Linked DNA regions of Mus musculus: all the other regions are linked to region 2. A link is a contact called in public Hi-C, HiChIP or PLAC-seq and promoter capture Hi-C data. All regions are on one chromosome and are shown on one strand. The core of a region is the stretch at or near the end of the contact, and the rest is flanking DNA. Distances in the headings are between cores, read along the strand shown.

Evidence for each region. Promoter capture Hi-C pulls out the DNA fragments that hold promoters and counts their contacts. Hi-C and Micro-C count contacts between places; a contact is called where the count stands out from the background. HiChIP or PLAC-seq counts read pairs in DNA pulled down with a chosen protein or histone mark.
Region 1: a contact with region 2 is called in a Hi-C map of pre-B cells, with 8 times the contacts expected there. The contact joins the promoter of P2rx3 here to the promoter of Nup35 in region 2. A contact is called at or near these places in 2 of 484 Hi-C or Micro-C datasets (CD4 T cells and pre-B cells).
Region 3: a contact with region 2 is called in an H3K4me3 HiChIP or PLAC-seq map of pro-B cells, with 19 times the contacts expected there. The contact joins the promoter of Zc3h15 here to the promoter of Nup35 in region 2. A contact is called at or near these places in 5 of 39 promoter capture datasets (cranial neural crest, liver, maxillary cranial neural crest and 1 more), 4 of 484 Hi-C or Micro-C datasets (CD4 T cells, the G1E-ER4 cell line and cortical neurons) and 5 of 115 datasets of contacts at active chromatin or transcription factors (astrocytes, forebrain, large pre-B cells and 2 more).
Region 4: a promoter capture Hi-C map of pre-B cells shows a contact between it and region 2. The contact joins the promoter of Itgav here to the promoter of Nup35 in region 2. A contact is called at or near these places in 3 of 39 promoter capture datasets (cranial neural crest, frontonasal cranial neural crest and pre-B cells).
Region 5: a promoter capture Hi-C map of pre-B cells shows a contact between it and region 2, with 6 times the contacts expected there. The contact joins the promoter of Fkbp7 here to the promoter of Nup35 in region 2. A contact is called at or near these places in 1 of 39 promoter capture datasets (pre-B cells) and 1 of 484 Hi-C or Micro-C datasets (CD4 T cells).

What each region holds. Positions count from the first base shown.
Region 1 is chr2:85,034,448-85,037,842 of GRCm38.p6, forward strand. P2rx3 (purinergic receptor P2X, ligand-gated ion channel, 3) reads right to left here and starts at 1,387. Exons shown (of 12, transcript NM_145526.2): 1 at 734-1,387. The coding sequence starts at 852. Ssrp1 (structure specific recognition protein 1) reads left to right here and starts at 2,673. Exons shown (of 17, transcript NM_182990.4): 1 at 2,673-2,881; 2 at 3,347-3,395.
Region 2 is chr2:80,636,991-80,640,361 of GRCm38.p6, forward strand. Nup35 (nucleoporin 35) reads left to right here and starts at 1,822. Exons shown (of 9, transcript NM_027091.4): 1 at 1,822-1,942. The coding sequence starts at 1,903.
Region 3 is chr2:83,643,268-83,646,623 of GRCm38.p6, forward strand. It overlaps Zc3h15 (zinc finger CCCH-type containing 15), which reads left to right and starts at 1,311. Exons shown (of 10, transcript NM_026934.3): 1 at 1,311-1,460. The coding sequence starts at 1,386.
Region 4 is chr2:83,722,393-83,725,925 of GRCm38.p6, forward strand. It overlaps Itgav (integrin alpha V), which reads left to right and starts at 2,005. Exons shown (of 30, transcript NM_008402.3): 1 at 2,005-2,527. The coding sequence starts at 2,343.
Region 5 is chr2:76,671,401-76,674,876 of GRCm38.p6, forward strand. Fkbp7 (FK506 binding protein 7) reads right to left here and starts at 1,698. Exons shown (of 4, transcript NM_010222.2): 1 at 1,406-1,698; 2 at 297-448. The coding sequence starts at 1,614.

The DNA.
Region 1 (3,395 bases), core at 137-2,636, 4.4 Mb after region 2:
GGCTGGTCCTTGAGCAACCCCTAGCATGTGTCTTATGACACAGAGTGAGGCGAGAATTTATGCTGTTTAACAATAGGTATCATTTCTGCATTCCTGGGGAAAAGCCCCACACTAAGTCAGAAAAGGTACCTTTCTCTTGGGCAGGTCTTCCCTTGAGTGTGTCTGTGCCTCTGTCTAGCTTGGGGGGCAGTTCTCCTGCTCTCCAAGAACAGATGTCTCTTGCTTTTTAACCTCTCACCATCTAGCCCTATGACAAGAAGAAATTCCTAAGTCTACATTAAAGCCAGCTCTCCCCTTTCCTCTCTAGCTGGTTCTTCTTCCACACATCAGCCCATCTCCCTGGTTTTCATTCCTCCTTCCTGCGTTCCTTTATCTTTCTGGGACTCTAAAGACTCAATGGAGGGGAATGGGGAAATGTGGGGAGGGGTCTGACTTGGTTTTTGTTTTTGTTTTGGTCTGGGAAGATGGACCATATGGGTCCTTTCTTAACCAGGGAATGGACTCATATTCTTGGCGTATGTGTCTAGAATCCTGGAAGAGATTCTGGGTAAAATAATGCACCTGAGACGGGTCTAGATGGGAGTGGCAGAGGCCAATCCTGAGGACATGGCTCCCACAAATCAAAGTGTTTCCCAGAGAAGAGGGTCTAGGAGCTGCAGAGCAGCCTTGGGAGAGGGAGGGAAGGACATCAGGTAGCCCTTCTGTCCCACCATCCGAAGGACCATGGACTCACCCCACAAAGTAGGAGATAATCAGCAGCTGAACGGCTCGGTTGATGATCCCAATGGTCCAGCTTTTCACAACCACCGACTTGGTAGTCTCGTAGGTGAAGAAGTCTGATATACAGTTCATACTGAGAAAGTGCTCACAGCCACCCAGAAAGGCTGTGGATGCAGCCCAAGGAGAGAAAAGACCTCAGGACTGGGAGACAGAGATCAAGAACTGGAGTGGGCTGCTTAATGGGGCTTGAGGAAAAGAGCCAGTTCCTATAAGCCAGGCAACTGTAGTCCAGTGCCTCGTCTCTCCTCTTGACACTCTAGAAGCCAACAGTCCAGGGCCAGGGCGGTGGACCACCTTTTTATTCATCTTCACTCCACTCCCCTGTGATGTCACAGCAGGGGTGGGGTCTCCAATCCCGGGCTCCAGATTGCCTGAGATGCAGCTGGCTAGGGCCCTCTGGGACTTATGTTTCATCTGCACTCTGTCTACTGTTTCTATTCTGTTCTCTTACGCGGCATCTCTATCCCAGCTCACCAGCTGCTTTGTATTCTCCAAAGCCCCTTGTAACTGCCCACTCTTGAGTTAGCTCATCTGCCTGAGCCAAGAACTCCACTCTTGAGTGTCTGTCGATTTCTATCTAATAGCACAAATAGGGAGAAAGGGTTCTTGACAGTTCTGTGTCTCCTGGGAGGAAGACACGCATTTCTTACCATCTCCTCCTCTCTGCCCTCCAGCATCTCATTATGTTGTCTAACTTGTTATGTTGCCATGTTTCAAATTCACAATCCTCCTGCCCCAGTCTTTGAGTGTTGTGATTACAGATTTGTAATACTACAAAGCGGAAAGTCGCTTATTTCTAACTCTAGTTGGTTGCAACTCTTCAAGTTGCACAGAAATTACTGAACTCCCTCTCTTTTTAAACCCCGAAGTTATTAAAATCTTTTGTTAGGGTATGTGCTCCTAAGAGGCTGGGCTATTTTAACGATCTTCAACAGTTTTGTCAGATCCTAGAAACGTGCTGCATTAATAGGTTTTCATTATGTCTTAAGCCCAGTTTGACTTAGCTAAATAGTGCTAGCAATGATAGTGGTTAAAGCCACAAGCACCGAATGACAAAACACATTTTTATCTATATCATATCCCAGGACTGAGTTAGCAAGTCAGTGCAGTGATATTTCAGGGAAACTGTGGGCTTATCCTGTCTTTGTGTAGGACATATGCTAGCAATCACTCTAAACCCTGAACCCTCATGATTATAAAAGGCTGATGTTAAAGAGTCTGTGTTCTAGGTTCCAGTTTTGATGGTAATGGACTGACACCCAGTCGCAAATCTTTTGTGGTCTCATTTTTCTCATCTGTAAAATGAGATAAACTCAAGCATCTCTGTCAGACCTGGCTTCAGATTTTGCAAGATGCACTCCGGTGCTATGTGAGGCCATCCGGGCTTCTGCCAACGTAGGCTGATGTGATTTCAAGTAAGTTCTAGCTCAAAGGTAAATCCGACACCACCACTTGAATTTAATGCAGCCATCTGCTAGGCTCTTCCTGAGAACCCACAAATTAGGGATATGGACAGGATAGTGTTGGGGGTAGGTGAACTCACTGCAGAAAGGATCTGATCTACTTGCCAGGGTACAGCTGGAAAGCAAGCACAATCGCCGACACCCGCATCTCCTTTGCAGCTAGTGGGGCTACACCTCTGTATTTTTCTTGTTCAACAGACTCCTTCCCAGATTATTTCACAGGAGGGAGGGGCGTGCATGATTCCAACAAACATACAAACCTGAACACCTAATAAAACCGCATAATTTCCCTTCGGAATCTAGTCTTTGAAGAGCAGCTTGTAACTTTCTAAAGAGTGTTCCCGTTTTCTAGTCAAGAATTCAGCCGCGTGGGATTCCATAGCAAGCCTCTCGCTTTAGCCGACCAGGGGGAGTGCCGACGCTCTAGGCGAATGTACCCGTTGGTCGGCCCGGATGATGCCGTTCTAGCCAAGTCTTCCTCTCTATGGTCCGTGCGCGACTTCCGGTGGCGGGACGCGGGGCTGCGCACGCGGGAAAAGCTTCCCCGGCATCCCTTCCCCCGCATCCCTACCCCCTCCCCTGCGTCCCCCTGCGCCCACCGCCCTCACTGTGCCGTCGCGAGGCTGCAGCTCTTAGAGGTGGGTGGTCGCGATCCCTGGGCCCCTGGTGTGCATGGGCCCCGCTCCCCCGCGGGACGATCGGAATGGATCGATCCGCGTTCAAATTCGCGGGCAATGGGCGAATCCATTTTAAAAGAAGGGGGAGAAACGTAGATTCACGCGGGGCCCCGGGGTGGTGGGGTCTCTGCGATCAGGACACTACCCTCTGAGCGGAGTTGAGGTGCGCTCTCTGAGCGGGTCTCAGGTTCCGCCGATTGTTGCCGTGCCTGTCCGTGGAACGTACCGAGAGGGTGTCGGGTTGGGGTGTAAGCGCCACTATAGGCCTGGTTCTGCACCTAGGGTCCTGGGCCTTGGCCTCAGGAGCCCTGCAGAACGGGTCAGTAAGATCCCCAGGCAGCAAAGAACTTGAGACATACCAGGTACATGGCTGAGCGGAGTAAGGTGGCGTTGTTTCTTGCTTATCAGTCTCCTTCCCGAATTCAGATTCCCACCCTGCTGGACATCTACACAACTAACCAGGAATTGGGGCACA
Region 2 (3,371 bases), core at 572-3,071:
CATAGTCTGGATTTCTGGCTTCAAAAAAATGTGGTTTTTTTTTTTTTCGATGCTTTAAGTTACCAATTAGTTGGTGATCCAGCACAAATCATGTGCTTTTGTCTCTGTAAAGACCATTGCTGAGTAAACACTGATTTATATGTACAAGATCAAGGCATGCATCTTTTGATATGTAGAACACACACTTATTTTAAAATTTATATTTATTTATTCTTTTGTGTGTGTGTGTGTGGGGGGGGAAGGGGCAGAGTCTGTATAGCTTTTGCTCTCCTGGAACTCACTATATACAGACCACGATGACTTTGAACTTGCAGAGATCCACTTGCCTCTGCCTCCTGAGAGCAGGAATTAAAGTTGTACAGCATTGCATTCAGCACACCCTTTTTAAAAAAGGTAAACTGAACATGTAAGTGGTTTTCAGATTTTAATTCTGGGTGGGTGGGTGGTGGTGCACACCTTTAATTCCAGCACTCTGGAGGCAGAGTCATGGAGGCCAGCCTATTTTATAAAGTGACTTCCAGGACAGCCAGGACTATGCAGGGAAAACAGGTCTCAACTGAACCAAACCAAACAAAATAAAATTGAATTCTAGGAATCTGTCATTTAATATTGGAATCATTGTGAAGACGTGACAGCCAGCTCTAACCCCATGGCGTTGTTGTATTGCCTGTACAGGAAGAAACCGCTGTCTCTCAGTCTGTAATGACACTCTCCTAAGAGCGGTCAAGTCTGTCTAATGATTCATACCTGACTTCTTTGTAGTGACTCACAAATTTAACACAGTATCAGGCTCAAGGCTGTTGGCTTTTGCATTTTTATTTTTATTTTAGATAGAATTCTCTGTGTAACCCTGGCTGTCCTGGAACACCCCTGTAGACCTGGCTGGCTTTGAACTCTTTGATCTGCCTTCCTCTGCCATCCAAGTGCTGGAATTAAAGGCGTGTGCCCCACTGCCCAGCCAAAACTAAATGTATGTTAACACACACATAAGCACATGAATATACATACTCTAAGGAGAGGTAGCAGAGTGAAGAGGAGAGCACACAGATGCCATGGGCAGGATGCCTGTGGCTCCAGGGCTTTCCTTATCATTAACATGGGCAGTGGTGACACATGCCTTTAATCTCAGCACTTGGGAGGCAGAGGCAGGAGGATTTCTGAGTTCAAGGCCAGCCTGGTGTACAGAGTGAGCTCCAGGACAACCAGGTGATGCAGAGAAACCCTGTCTCAAAAAAAAAAAAAAACCAAAAAAACAAACAAACAAAAAAAGCTACAAGAAATGATGATGGAAAACATATTTTGAGAAAAAAAGGCTTATATCAAGTGCAGGAATCAAGTTGAAAGAAAGGAATATATAGTTTCATTAAATGTACTTTAATAGGTGCTAGGGAAGTTGATGCAAAAATCTCACTAATTATCAAGAGAGCAAAGGAATCTTTATGAAGCATTAACAACAACATATTAGGAGGCTTTCCAAGATCTTTTTCTTCTTTTTTTTTTTTTTTTTTTTTAAATTTGGTTTTTCTAGACAAGGTTTCTCTGTATAGCCCTGGCTGTCCTGGAACTCACTCTGTAGACCAGGCTGGCCTGGAACTCAGAAATCCGCTTGCCTCTGCCTCCCAAGTGCCGGGATTAAAGGCGTGTGCCACCACTGTGGTTTACTAGTCTTAGAAGCAGACGTCTCACATTGCTCTCGGTATCCTCATAAAATCTTCCTTAGCATCCCAGACATGGTAAAGAAGGTTGCCCTCTTCCAAAATGGCTGAAGCGCCCTCAGCCTCCGCAGAGAGCATGACCGGAAGTTGCGCAACCCATAAGGCTGAGCGGCTCTTACGGTGATAAGAGTTTCCGCCATTTTTGAAAACTGGGAAGCTCATTGCTGGAGTAGGAGCGGCCGTTGCGATGGCAGCGTTTGCGGTGGATCCCCAGGCGCCCACGTTGGGTGAGTGGACCGCGGCTTTCCCGGCGGCACAGCCAGCGCGCTGTTGACCCGGAGGTGTCACACGCCACGGAGGGAGCGGGGAGCGCTGTGGCCGGTGACATCTGGGCGGTGGTACCCGGGAACCCGGCACGGCGCCCGGCTGCACTGTGGTCACCTGCCCCGTACCCCGAAAGCATGCACGAGGATGGGCGGTGAGCCACTGGTCGCTGTAGTAACCGGTTGCCGCTGGGCCACCTAGGTTTCTAGGTCGGATCTTAATGTCACAAAAGAAATTTGTATATGAATGCATGACCCAGAACCAACCTGGCTCGCCCGGCTCCCCCGCCTTTTACTTTGGAACTTGACTCTATTGGACGACTGCTGATTCTAAAGAATTATCCCCATTATTTGTTGGGGAAACGTTCCGAATATGCCGTATTTGGAGAAAAAACAAACCAATTAACATGTTGATTCTCCACTCCCGCTGAGTTTTGTGAGTAGTGACAATGGTCATATTCTACAACAGAAAACAAACAAAACCTGTCTACAGTTTCCTAGACGTATCGTAGTATTATTAGTTTATAACTCTCTAAGCTTGGTAAAGAGAGTAAGCATTGTATTTATTGTGTAGAACTAACTTTGTAGATTCAAAAGGCATGTAATGCTTGCCACGTTTTGGGTAAAAAGTTGTTTTAAGAATAGAGTTGCAGCCGGGCAGTGGTGGCGCACGCCTTTAATCCCAGCACTTGGGAGGCAGAGGCAGGTGGGATTTCTGAGTTCGAGGACAGCCTGGTCTACAAAGTGAGTTTCAGGACAGCCAGGATTATACCGAGAAAACTTGTATTAAAACCAAACCAAAAAGGGAAAAAAGAATGACATAACTTGATTTTGTTTATCATAAAAACTGAACCAATAATGCTAATAATGTAGATACACTGTTGCATTAAAACTTGTTTTCTGATTTTTTTTTTCATATTATTTAGAGATCAGGGCAGTTCCAGTTTTTCTGTCCAACAGTGACATTTTGGAGAGCATATTTTCAGGTGTAAGAAATGTGAACACATTCTTGTATATTGCCTAGCTTAGGCTCTGACTTTGTCTGATATTAACTGTTCAGAGTCACATGTTGCACGTGTTTTAGGTGTCTGCTGGTCTGACATCCTCTTGGCACCTCACCCAGGCACTCCTCTCTGAGGAAGTCAGTGAAGGAATTAACATTTAGGGGCAGAGATTGAGAAGTGGAATTTCAGACGTGCAGGATGCAGCAATCATTAAGCCTTTATGTTTAGTCATGAAGGAATGGTTAGTGGCAGTCTGGCTTCCTACTTTATCACGGTGTATTTAGGTAGCTGAGTTTTTTCTTGACCTAATTAGATTGTTATATAATGTGCAAGTGTATGGATGTGTTGTGTGTCCTGGGACTGAATTTAGGCTTAATGGCAAGGACTTT
Region 3 (3,356 bases), core at 61-2,560, 3.0 Mb after region 2:
ATCACTAAAAAGGGGGATATTAAGATTACTACATTCTGCTACTACAGGAATTCTTAATCAACTTCTGAAGAATAAATAATACAGAAAAGTAAACTGTCACAGTGTTCCACAAAGGCTCCTGTTGAGTTGGGTGACACTCCTAGGGAGAGTGGAACACATGAAGGGAAGTAGATCACTGGGGAAAGCCCTTGAAAGGAATATTGGGTCCCCTGCCCCTAAGTGTCTCTTTTTGCTTTGGTTGCCATCAGATGAACACTGTCCATTTCCCTCATGGTGGCATTAGGGTTCCAAAGTAGTTTTCTGCTTATGAAATTGTTGAAAAACTAATAACTCCCTTCTCTGGAAGGATGATTCTTCTGTTAATCAATGTAGGTAAAACAGTAACCATGCAAAAGAACAGCCATTCATTGTGTGCTTTTTTAAAGTCAGTATTTGGCTGAATAAAAAATAGTAGATTCATTTGCATATCAAAAGCCATACTTTTGGTTTAGTCTACAATATAAACAGAGCCCTGAAGCAAGACTAACCAGGCTGAAATTCTTATCTTGGATTTTACATTTAGCCACCTTTCTTTCTGCGTTTCATCTCAAACAGTGCTAACAGTTAACCATTCGTACCTCAGTGTAGATGTAATGAGTGAAATCGTGTGTGTAAAGTCATTATGGAATTTACCAAACACTTAAACTAACCTTAAATTGGGCTTGGCCCATACTGTTAGGCTAGTTTGACATAGTAAAATAGTGATTTTTTTTTTTCCGGAATCGTTAAGGCAGCCCCCTAAAATTAGTACAGGACTTGAAGAGAAACTAAGGATTTCACCCACTAGGACTCCACGTCTGACGATCTCCAAATGAAACTTTATTTCTTTACGCAACTTCATACTGAAGGTGCTGCATTGCAACCCTGCCCCTCCAGAGGACAAGACAGTAGCTCATAATTGATGCAGCCGCTCCGTGATTACTCAAGATGGTACTGTCCAGTGCTAACTAGATCTAGAACTCTCTACGCCAGGGGTCTATACAAGTGAGGTGAGGAGGCATCACTCGCGGTGCTAATGAAGGACGAAGCCAAGCAAGTGGCAAGCGCCTCACCAAAAGGAGGCGTCACACGCCGCGCCTTTCCCAGTTCCCACGTCTCATCCACGCCCCCTCCCGGCTCGGCGCAGCCGGAGCGCACGCGCAGCTCCACTTCCGGGCGCCTCGCCTCGCGCCCCACAGTGCATAGCGGCGCCGTGCTGTCGCAAAGGCCACATCCGGGCGGCGAATGAGCGAGTCGCTTTCCGTGCGCTGCGGCGGCGGCTGGGTCTTCCTGCTCCCGCCGAGCTGCCGGACGCCCCGACGGTAGCCATCTGCGTCGCAGTCGGCCCGGTGCCCCCCGCCTCCGCGATGCCCCCCAAGAAACAGGCTCAGGCCGGGGGCAGCAAGAAGGCGGAGCAGAAGAAGAAGGAGAAGATCATCGAGGTACGTCCCCTCCCCCTCCCCGCCGCACCGGGCTGGGGCTCGCCGGGCTGCGGAGCGCGGCTCCCCGGGGCCACGTGTCGGCGCCCGGCCCGGTGGGCCCCGACTGAAGTGGTTCTCGCCGCCCCTCATCGCTGTAGTGAGGCCGCTGCGCCCCCGCGCTCGCCGCGTCTCCACCCACGCGCCCGCCGCGCCCACTCGGCCGCCCAGGGACCCCCGGCCCGGCCTTTCGATGCTCACGACTTTCCGCGGCTCCTCGGGCTGTGCCTGAAAAAACAAGCTGAGTGGCGCTCTGGAAGGCCCCTCCTGACTGACCTGACGCCTTGGGTTTGGTTTTTTTCTTTATCAGGCAGTGAGAGGTAGCGCTGTTCATTTTCAAGAGCCAGCGGACTATTTACCACTTTTTTGTTGTTGTTGTTTCTTTTGGTGTTTGGTCCATCTGGAAACTTTCGTGTCAAGAACAGAGGTTTCCCAAAAAGCGTGGCCCAGCGGTTTTGTACAGAATGCTTCGTTCATACATGGAGTCTGAATTAAACGTAGGCTCTGTCACAGTACCTATGTTAAATTGGGAGCTCCCAGTTTACCTACACACACACACACACACACACACACACACACGAGCGTCTTTTAATGCATTGAACTTGTAGGCATTCAGTGAGTGAGGCAAGGTACTGATGTTCTTAAATGTTCCTCAGGTTACAACGATTGTCTACTTGAGTTTCCTTAAGATAGGTAATGAAATTTCACATTCGATAAACGTATTTCTTCCATACTAATCCTCATTTAAAAGTAAATGGTACCTCATAGACTTGGATGTAGTTGGAAGAAAAGATGACTATTTTACAGCATCTGAGTATAAAGTAACCTTTAGTAGGCTCGTTCTTATTAAAATAGCCAGAATGAATGTTTGGGGTTTCGAAATGAGATGTTTGCTTATGATCGTTTTTTTTCAACATTTGATTGTTATAGCCTTGAAAGATAGAAGTGAGAATTCGCCAGGGTTCCTTTATACACGCTAATGAGATTAATCTTTTGTCAGATTGTATGTAGTTAAAGTTGGCTGATTTAATTTAAATAAAATTAATGTGAACACATCTAATAATTTACTGACTGTTGGAGTTCTAAGGTAGAACTGCCGTAGCCAAACATCTGGAAGCAAAACTGTTGCCAAGCAGTGCTGGTGTGTGCCTTTCATCTCAGTAGACAGTTTGCCTGGTCTACAGAATGGCCAGAGCACACAGAGAAACTCTTGTCCAAGGGAAAATAAAAGAAAGAAAAATAATTGTCACCTTTACATCTGAAGAAAAAAATCAGGATTTGGGAGACTTAAATCTCTGGGAATAATAATCTGGTGGCAATTCAATATTGTGCCAACAAAGGACATTCAGAAATAGCATTTTACTTACAAACTACTGAGATTGAATAAATATAAAATAGACCACAAAACAGTAAAATTTCCATTCAAAAATAAATGTTACAAAACATTATAGAATGTATTTCAGGCCACTTGGACCTATAACCACTTTTAATTAATGAGACTAAAGGGTTTTTTGTTTCGTTAATTTTTGTCACCTGACAGTGGAGATGACACTCAGAAGGGCAGAGGCAGGTAGAGCTCTGAATTCAAGAGTAGCCTGGTCTACAGAGTAAGTTTCAGGACTCTGGGCCTGCGCAGAGAAACCCTGTCTCGATCGAAAGACAACAGCAAAATTAAAGTTATTTATAATAGTCTATTAGCCCTAAAAATCATGAATATATTTTGTCTTCCTTCATCTCTAACAAGATTTCGTTGGTTTTCTAGGGGTTGTACCCAAGGCATCACATTCTAGGGGTGAATTCTACCACTGCTCTGTACAGTCTTAGTCAAGAAGGGTTGGTTGGTTGGTTTCTTTAGTGGTT
Region 4 (3,533 bases), core at 755-3,254, 3.1 Mb after region 2:
TATAATTTCAGTACTTGGGAGACAGAGACAGGAGAATTCCAATTTAACCTGGGCTAATAAATGAGGGTGTCTACTAGCCCACCCCACATAAAAAAAAAGAAAGAAGCAAAATATTTTGTTAGCAAATTGTAAGCGTAGTAGAAATGTTCAACTTTCTGTGTTTAAGTCCTAGTTAGATTGTTCATTTGTGGAAGAAGCACAAAGAATAACTTCCAGACTTGGAATTTTTGTGGTTAAAGAACTGTATTAAGGTGGGATTTTAAATGGCTATAGTTAGAATAAGCTGTGCAGTTTATTCACATGTTAAGAACAAATCTCAAGTAGTTATCATGTAAGAAAATGCCGTAGTTTTTCATTTCCATCCAGTAAAAGGCACGATTTCTTTCAAAAATTGTGTGTGATGACCATCTGAATGAGAAACTGAAAATCCCAGACTTGTCTTTAGTCTCTAGACCTGAGGGTACCCGACTGGCCGGCAGCATGGTTTTCAGAAAGAGATGCAGAGAACACAGGGAGTGCACAGAACATTCTTGCTCTCCACGAATCATTGTCTGCCTCTTAAACCCCACATTCTGATCCCAAATGGTGACAAGGAATGAAAGAGCAACCACAGGGTCTTGTGTATAAGTATCCACACAGGATTTCCTGTCTCTGAGGTGGCTTTTACATAGGTATTAGCCTGTGGCTGATAAGATCTCCCAACAGTTTTGCTGCTTATTTTTTACATTTTAAAAATCAACTTGCTTAACCCAACTAAGGCTATCCACACCCCCACACATGATTACTTATGTTATGAGATGAATGCATGCTGACACTGAGGTGTTTTTTCTGCTGTGTGAGACAGGGATCTTCTTATGTTGACTGGGCTCAGGGGGGCCTACTGCCTCTGTGCTTAGTCTGGGACTGATTTTTAATAACTGTTTTGGGAAAATAGTTCAAATTCTCCACTACTTTACTTGGAAGTATGCAAGGCCTAAGCAATGCATTTATATTTAATCATTTTATCCTATTGACCAAATTCTTCATTCCTTCTTCTTTCTTCGTCTCACCCTTCTCCTCTTCCTCCTCTTCCTTCTTATCTTGCTCCTCCTCTTCCTCTTCCTCCTCCCTTCTGAGACAAGGTCTTACCTGTAGGCCTGGCCAGCCTGGAATTTGCTACACAGACCAGATCCTCCTGCTTCTCACTTCATGGTGCTAGGATTAAAAGCATTTGCCACCACATTAAAAGCATGGATCACCACTCCCGGCCCATTCATCAAATTGTTTAGCACTTGATATACATAGAACACAGGAATACTGAGCAAATTTACAAAAACAAACAAAAAAAAACCAAAAAAAACCAAAACAAAACAAAAAAGACTTATTTTGTGTGTATGGGTGTGACCCACGTACATGCCTGATACACACAGAGGCCAGAAGAAGAATTGGAACTGGAAAGCAAGAAACAGAAAAGAAAAAAGGAAAGGAAGTAAAAGAAAGAAAAGAGAAGATCCAAGCACAGGCTTGAAGTCTTCTGGGTGGATTTGAGAGGCTCATCACCTAAACTTTGCCTTGCAACGTTTTTGTCAGCCAGTGAGATCCAGTTCCACACACCGCATCCGGGAGGAGCTGTGCTAGCCCTCTGGGAGTTTATAATTAAGTTCAGTGTGTGGAGGATGGAAGGGGAGGGAAATGGCATATAATTACAGAGTTCTGTTGGTGAGCGCCTGCCGGGCTAAGTGGCAGAAGTAAGAGAAGCGGATAAAGCTTTCCGCATTCTTAAACAAAAGTCCCTCAGAAGTGCCTGGAGGAACCAGGGAACGGGGTGTGCCTGGTTCTTTTTCTTTTGATTGCAGCCAGTCCCCGGCTTGCAGGGCTTCGGCTGGAGGCGCGCTGCCACTGCCCCCCTGGTCCTTTGGATCTGGGCCGCAGTCCCGGGACAGCCTCGGAGGACCGGCCGCCAGCGCGCACGGAAGTGCGCCCGGCCTTCTCCTGTGGGAGGCCACCGTGAGCGCGACTTCCTCTTTCGGCGGGGCGGCCCGGCCTGGCCGGCTCCTCCTCCTCCCCGGCCTCCTCCCCCAGTCCGGGCTGCTCACGGTTCCGAGGTACTGTGCTCGCCCCGCCACTTCTCAGCGCCAGGCACCGCGCGAGCCAGCGACAGAGCCGGAGTCCCGGGTCGGACACCGCTCCTCCTGGGTGCCGCCCGGCTCAGCTTCGCGCCGCCCGGCCGCCCCGCCGCCCTTGACCGCAAGCGCACAGCACAGCTCGGCAGTTCGGGGGCGCGCAGGCGGCGGGCCGCGGCCACCGAGCACCGGGACAGGGACTGAAGTCTTTCGGCTCTGCGCCCCGCGCGCGCCCCGGCGATGGCTGCTCCCGGGCGCCTGCTGCTACGCCCTCGCCCCGGCGGCCTCCTGCTGCTGCTGCCGGGTCTCCTGCTGCCCCTCGCCGACGCCTTCAACCTGGACGTCGAAAGTCCCGCCGAGTATGCGGGTCCCGAGGGAAGTTACTTCGGATTCGCCGTGGACTTCTTCGAGCCCAGCACGTCCTCGTAAGTGGCCGCGCTCGAGTCCCCAGGCGCCCCCTCCCCCACCGCGCACCCTCAGCGGATCCGCACCCAGCCGCTGGCTCCAGGGTCCTCCCGGCCCCAAACCCGCCTACTCTCTCCATGCCGCGGCTGGCCCAGGTCTGGCATGGATGAAACTTTTGTGGGGATGACCTAACCTGACACTCAGCATCCAGTTTCACCGTGTCCCCAACTTCTTCTGATTGGCTGGGGACAGTGCGAGAGAGCTTTGAAGGAGCTCTGTTAAGCATCCAGGAAAAGTGAGACATCTGTACAGGCTTGTCCTGCGAGACTTTTGGCCATCTCTTGTCATTCCGTAACTTGCTTCACTTGGCCCCAGAATTTTTTTCTTCCGTATCAACCAGTTAGCCTCTTCCTAGTGCTTTTTGCTTTCTGAAATTAGCTCTTCCTTCGTCTGATTCTCTCTCTCTCGCTCTCTCTCTCTCTCTCTCTCGGTTTTTTTCCCACTCCTCTTCTAGACACTCCGATGACTAAAGTGACCAAATTGTTGTATTAATTTGTAAAGGACTATGAGACCTTTGCGCGTTTAAGGTCCACCAGATGAATGGAATGCGTCATCTGCTCCTTTCTAGTCCACTATTTAGGTCATTGTTCAGACAGAGCGAGGGTGTTTGCTGAGTTTTCACTCTCTGCAGGTCACTTCAATGCTGAAGAATACAGCAGGTCACGTAGGCTTTCAAATTACTCACGTCCCGTGTTGCAAAGTTCCTGAGGATTTGTGACGGCTAATGTCGTGTTTTTGGATTAAAGTTGTCTTTGACTCAACGCTGGCATCATTCTCATCCCTACTAGTGTAGGAAACCCCGATTAAATTGATGTTTTTCATGTCTATTACATTGTATTTCCAAAGAAACGGTTTCTTTAGTTACTTCTTAGTGTACCCCTTGGGGTAACAACATATTTTTTTTTTACCACAAACCCCCAACTCCCCCCCCAATTTAGTTTTGGGGAGGTGCAAGGCATAATTTTG
Region 5 (3,476 bases), core at 448-2,947, 4.0 Mb before region 2:
CATCTACACTGTAGCATGAGTCAGAATTTCACTCTTTTGAAAGCCTATGTAATATTTCACTGTGTGCCCTATACCCATTGTTTTATTTGCTCTCCCATCTCTGGACTCTTGGGTTTCTTCCACATCTTGCTTCTTGTGGACTGTGCTGTTACTGAGAACATAGATATGCAAATATCTCTTTGAGACTTACTTCCATTTTTAAAGAATATACAGATTTGTTTTGATTTTTTTTATAAACGACTTATCTTTTTTAAAGCTACTAAAAGATACAGCAAAAAAAAAAACCCACAACTTACCGTAGCCTTCTTTTCCATATGCAAACGAAGGCGGTATAATCACCTTTCTCTTTTCCCCAGGGCACATGTCCATCATAGCAATGTCCAGCCCCTTTATGACATGTCCGACACCAAGAACAAACCATTTGGGGTGGCCTTCATCTTGTGTCCGGCTATGAGAAACCATACTTAGTGTGTAAGTAAGACCATCTCATAAAGGAAACTTAAATACAGCTCAGGCACTTGTTACTTAAGACTGGAATCTCTTTCCCCACATTGCACCCTTCAGAACTCTGTCCTTTGCGAATTGTTTGGATCAAACTTCCCCATAAATTGGCAGAGCATATCATTGGAAAACATTCTGATTTCTGATTTTTGCCGTCCTTACAAAAACTACTCAATGGTTCACTTTTAAAAATGGGTCTCCTGCCTCTAACTAGCTGGATGGCTTGAACAAAATGACTCATTTACCTTCTCTGGGTTTGTTTCCCAAACCAAAGGGGCAGGCTGAGCCCTAAATTTCATTTTAAGAACGACTGAAAAATAGCATCCTGTCAAATTTCTCTTCTACGTTGGAAGAATAAGTTTTCCTCTAAATTGGAAAGAATTGCTAGACTGGAAAGATTGGCCTGTCTTTGAGGGGAAACAGTACAGCTAAACAGACTGCATTCAGTCAGACCGGACTAGGGAACAGAGAGAATGGATGTGATAACCAGAGTTTTAGAAAATGACCCACAAAGTCCAGAAGGAAACGCGGTAGCTTTCTTATACACTCTGTTTGGAATCAGACTTCAGCTCTGGGTAAGGAGAAAGTGTGAATATCTTTTCAAGAAGCCTCTAGATTTAGTTTTCCGGGTTCCAAGGACAGTGGTGGTGGTCAGTGCTCTGCCTGACGTAGTGAGTCTGCAGTCAGTTTACTGCGCTTACATTTCAAATAACTAAAAACATTCAGTTTTGTTTAGGGAATGTCTTCTAATCTAAATCGGCATGAAGGCTTAATTTACTGTTAAAAAACAAAACCAAAAAACCTTAAAACAAAACAACCAGTTAGGCTCTGGCTGCTGCTGCTGGTGGTAGTGGGCAAGATGTGGTCTATCAACTGAACTTGAACTGGACGGAGCATCTCCTACCTGCAGTAGAATTTGGAGCCGTCTTTAGCCAAGTAGCCATCGTAATGGGCATTTAGCAAGTCTCCTTTCCTGCTTGTTTTGGAGCAGTTTTCTGGACGGTGCAAAACTTCTATTTTCACTTCCTCAGTGCTTTCTTCTTTTGTTTGTCCCTGAGCATCGGAACAACACCACAGGCTAAGGAAAACTGCTAGTCTGAATAGGAGATTCATGTTTCCCAAAGCAGCACTCCCAGGCCCAGTGTAAGCCCCACAGAGTGTCAGCAGGCTGATCAGACTGAATTGGGACGCGTGGCAGGCATTGTCCTACGTCACAAAGGTCCAAGGCGGGGCTACGAGAGGCCCCGCCCCCTCTCGCACCAGCAAATCGCCGCCGGTTGGAGTGTGTCTTGGCCGTTGGGTGCTCCGGTTGGCTGTACTCTGGCTAGAATAGCACCGCACACCCTGTCCGCAGGTTTCTTTCGCCTGCAGTAGTCAGACTTGCGTTTCCTGAAATAAAACTGGCATTATGGTGGTCGTTTCTAGGCACTTAGGAGATGCTGCAAAATTTTATGGGCTCCACTTGATGCCCTGATCTTGCCTCTCCAACACTGCCTCTGCTAACGGATTGCTTGAATGGCTTGGTTTTAAATTTTTAAATGCTACACTGACCCATTTGGCCATAGAAAAAGAATAGATAGCTGTAGGATCCTAAATACAGTATTTTTAAAATATTAAAATGTTGGGCCAAGAAATTGATACAAAATGCAAACAGGTCACGGTGGGATATTCTAGTCGTTATTCTTTCTAATCACAGGCTTCTAAGGCCCCTACGGACTTGACAGGCACAGTGGATGCAGACATTTTTGGAAGAATAGGTTCTTGACAATATAGGTTGGCTGCTCTTCTCTGGATATTTGTGGAAGTCCTTGAAGGATATTTTTGGAGGGGGGGATATGGTAGTTGGAGTACTGCGAAAAAAGACTCCAGGCCATGTCTACCGCATGCAGCCAGGAGACTCTCAGAACACACAGTGGAGTGTCTCCAGGGCTTCAGCAGCCCATGCCCGGCATTGCAAAAGATAACTTGTGTTTCTGTCCCTAACCTCTTGAGGCCGCCCTTGAGGTGAAGGCCTTTAGCAGAGAAAAGCTTTTTTTTTTTTTTTTTCTCCCATGAGAATTCATTCACATCAGACAGGAAAACTGACTATTGAACATTTTGTTCCAATTTCACAGCTGGCTAATAGACAACAGAGATTAGTCCAGTCTCTTGATATATCCCCCTTATCCTTTTAGTATGATAAACCTTTCAAACAACACAAAACTCGAATTTTATGGTAAGTGTCAGATGCCCTCCACAGTTGAACTATCATTACTGAACTCTATGTGATTTGTTGAATATTCAGCTCGTCGATTCCCCAAGTGGACATCCCGATCACCCTATTCAGTCAGCCTTCCTGGAAGGATAAGCCAGGGATTTCACTACCTCAATACTGACTCTGCTTTATGCAAAGTAATTGGAATTTGCAAAACTTTCTAAATCTAAAAGTTGTCAAGTGTGTAAGGACGCCCTTCCAAGTGAGATTAAAAAAAAATTAAGAGAAATCCTTTTAAAAACAAAACAAAAATAGGATGCACGATACCTTCTTAACATTTTTCTTCTTAACCTCTTCTTTCCTGTGTGTGTGTGTGTGTGTGTGTGTGTGAGAGAGAGAGAGAGAGAGAGAGAGAGAGAAAGAGAGAGAGAGAGAAGGGGGGTCTGTCTGGCCTAGAAGTCACTGCGTAGACCAGGCAGGCTTGGAACTAACAGAACTCATCTGCCTTCCTCTGCTTCCTAAATGCTGGTATTAAAGGCATACATCGTGATGTATGACATTAAAAGAAAAAAAAATGTGTGTGTGTGTGGGGGGGGGGCCGGGGGGGGGATGCGTGTAACATGGCCCATGTGTAAATGAGGTTCTTTCCTTCCACTGTGTGAGGCCCCCAGGACAGTACTGGTCAAGCTCCCGGAGGCAAGCGCTTTACTTGGAAAGCTATCTTGCCAACCCTAGTTCCATAAGACCTTGTTGGAGGACCTCTCTGGCCTGCATACTACTT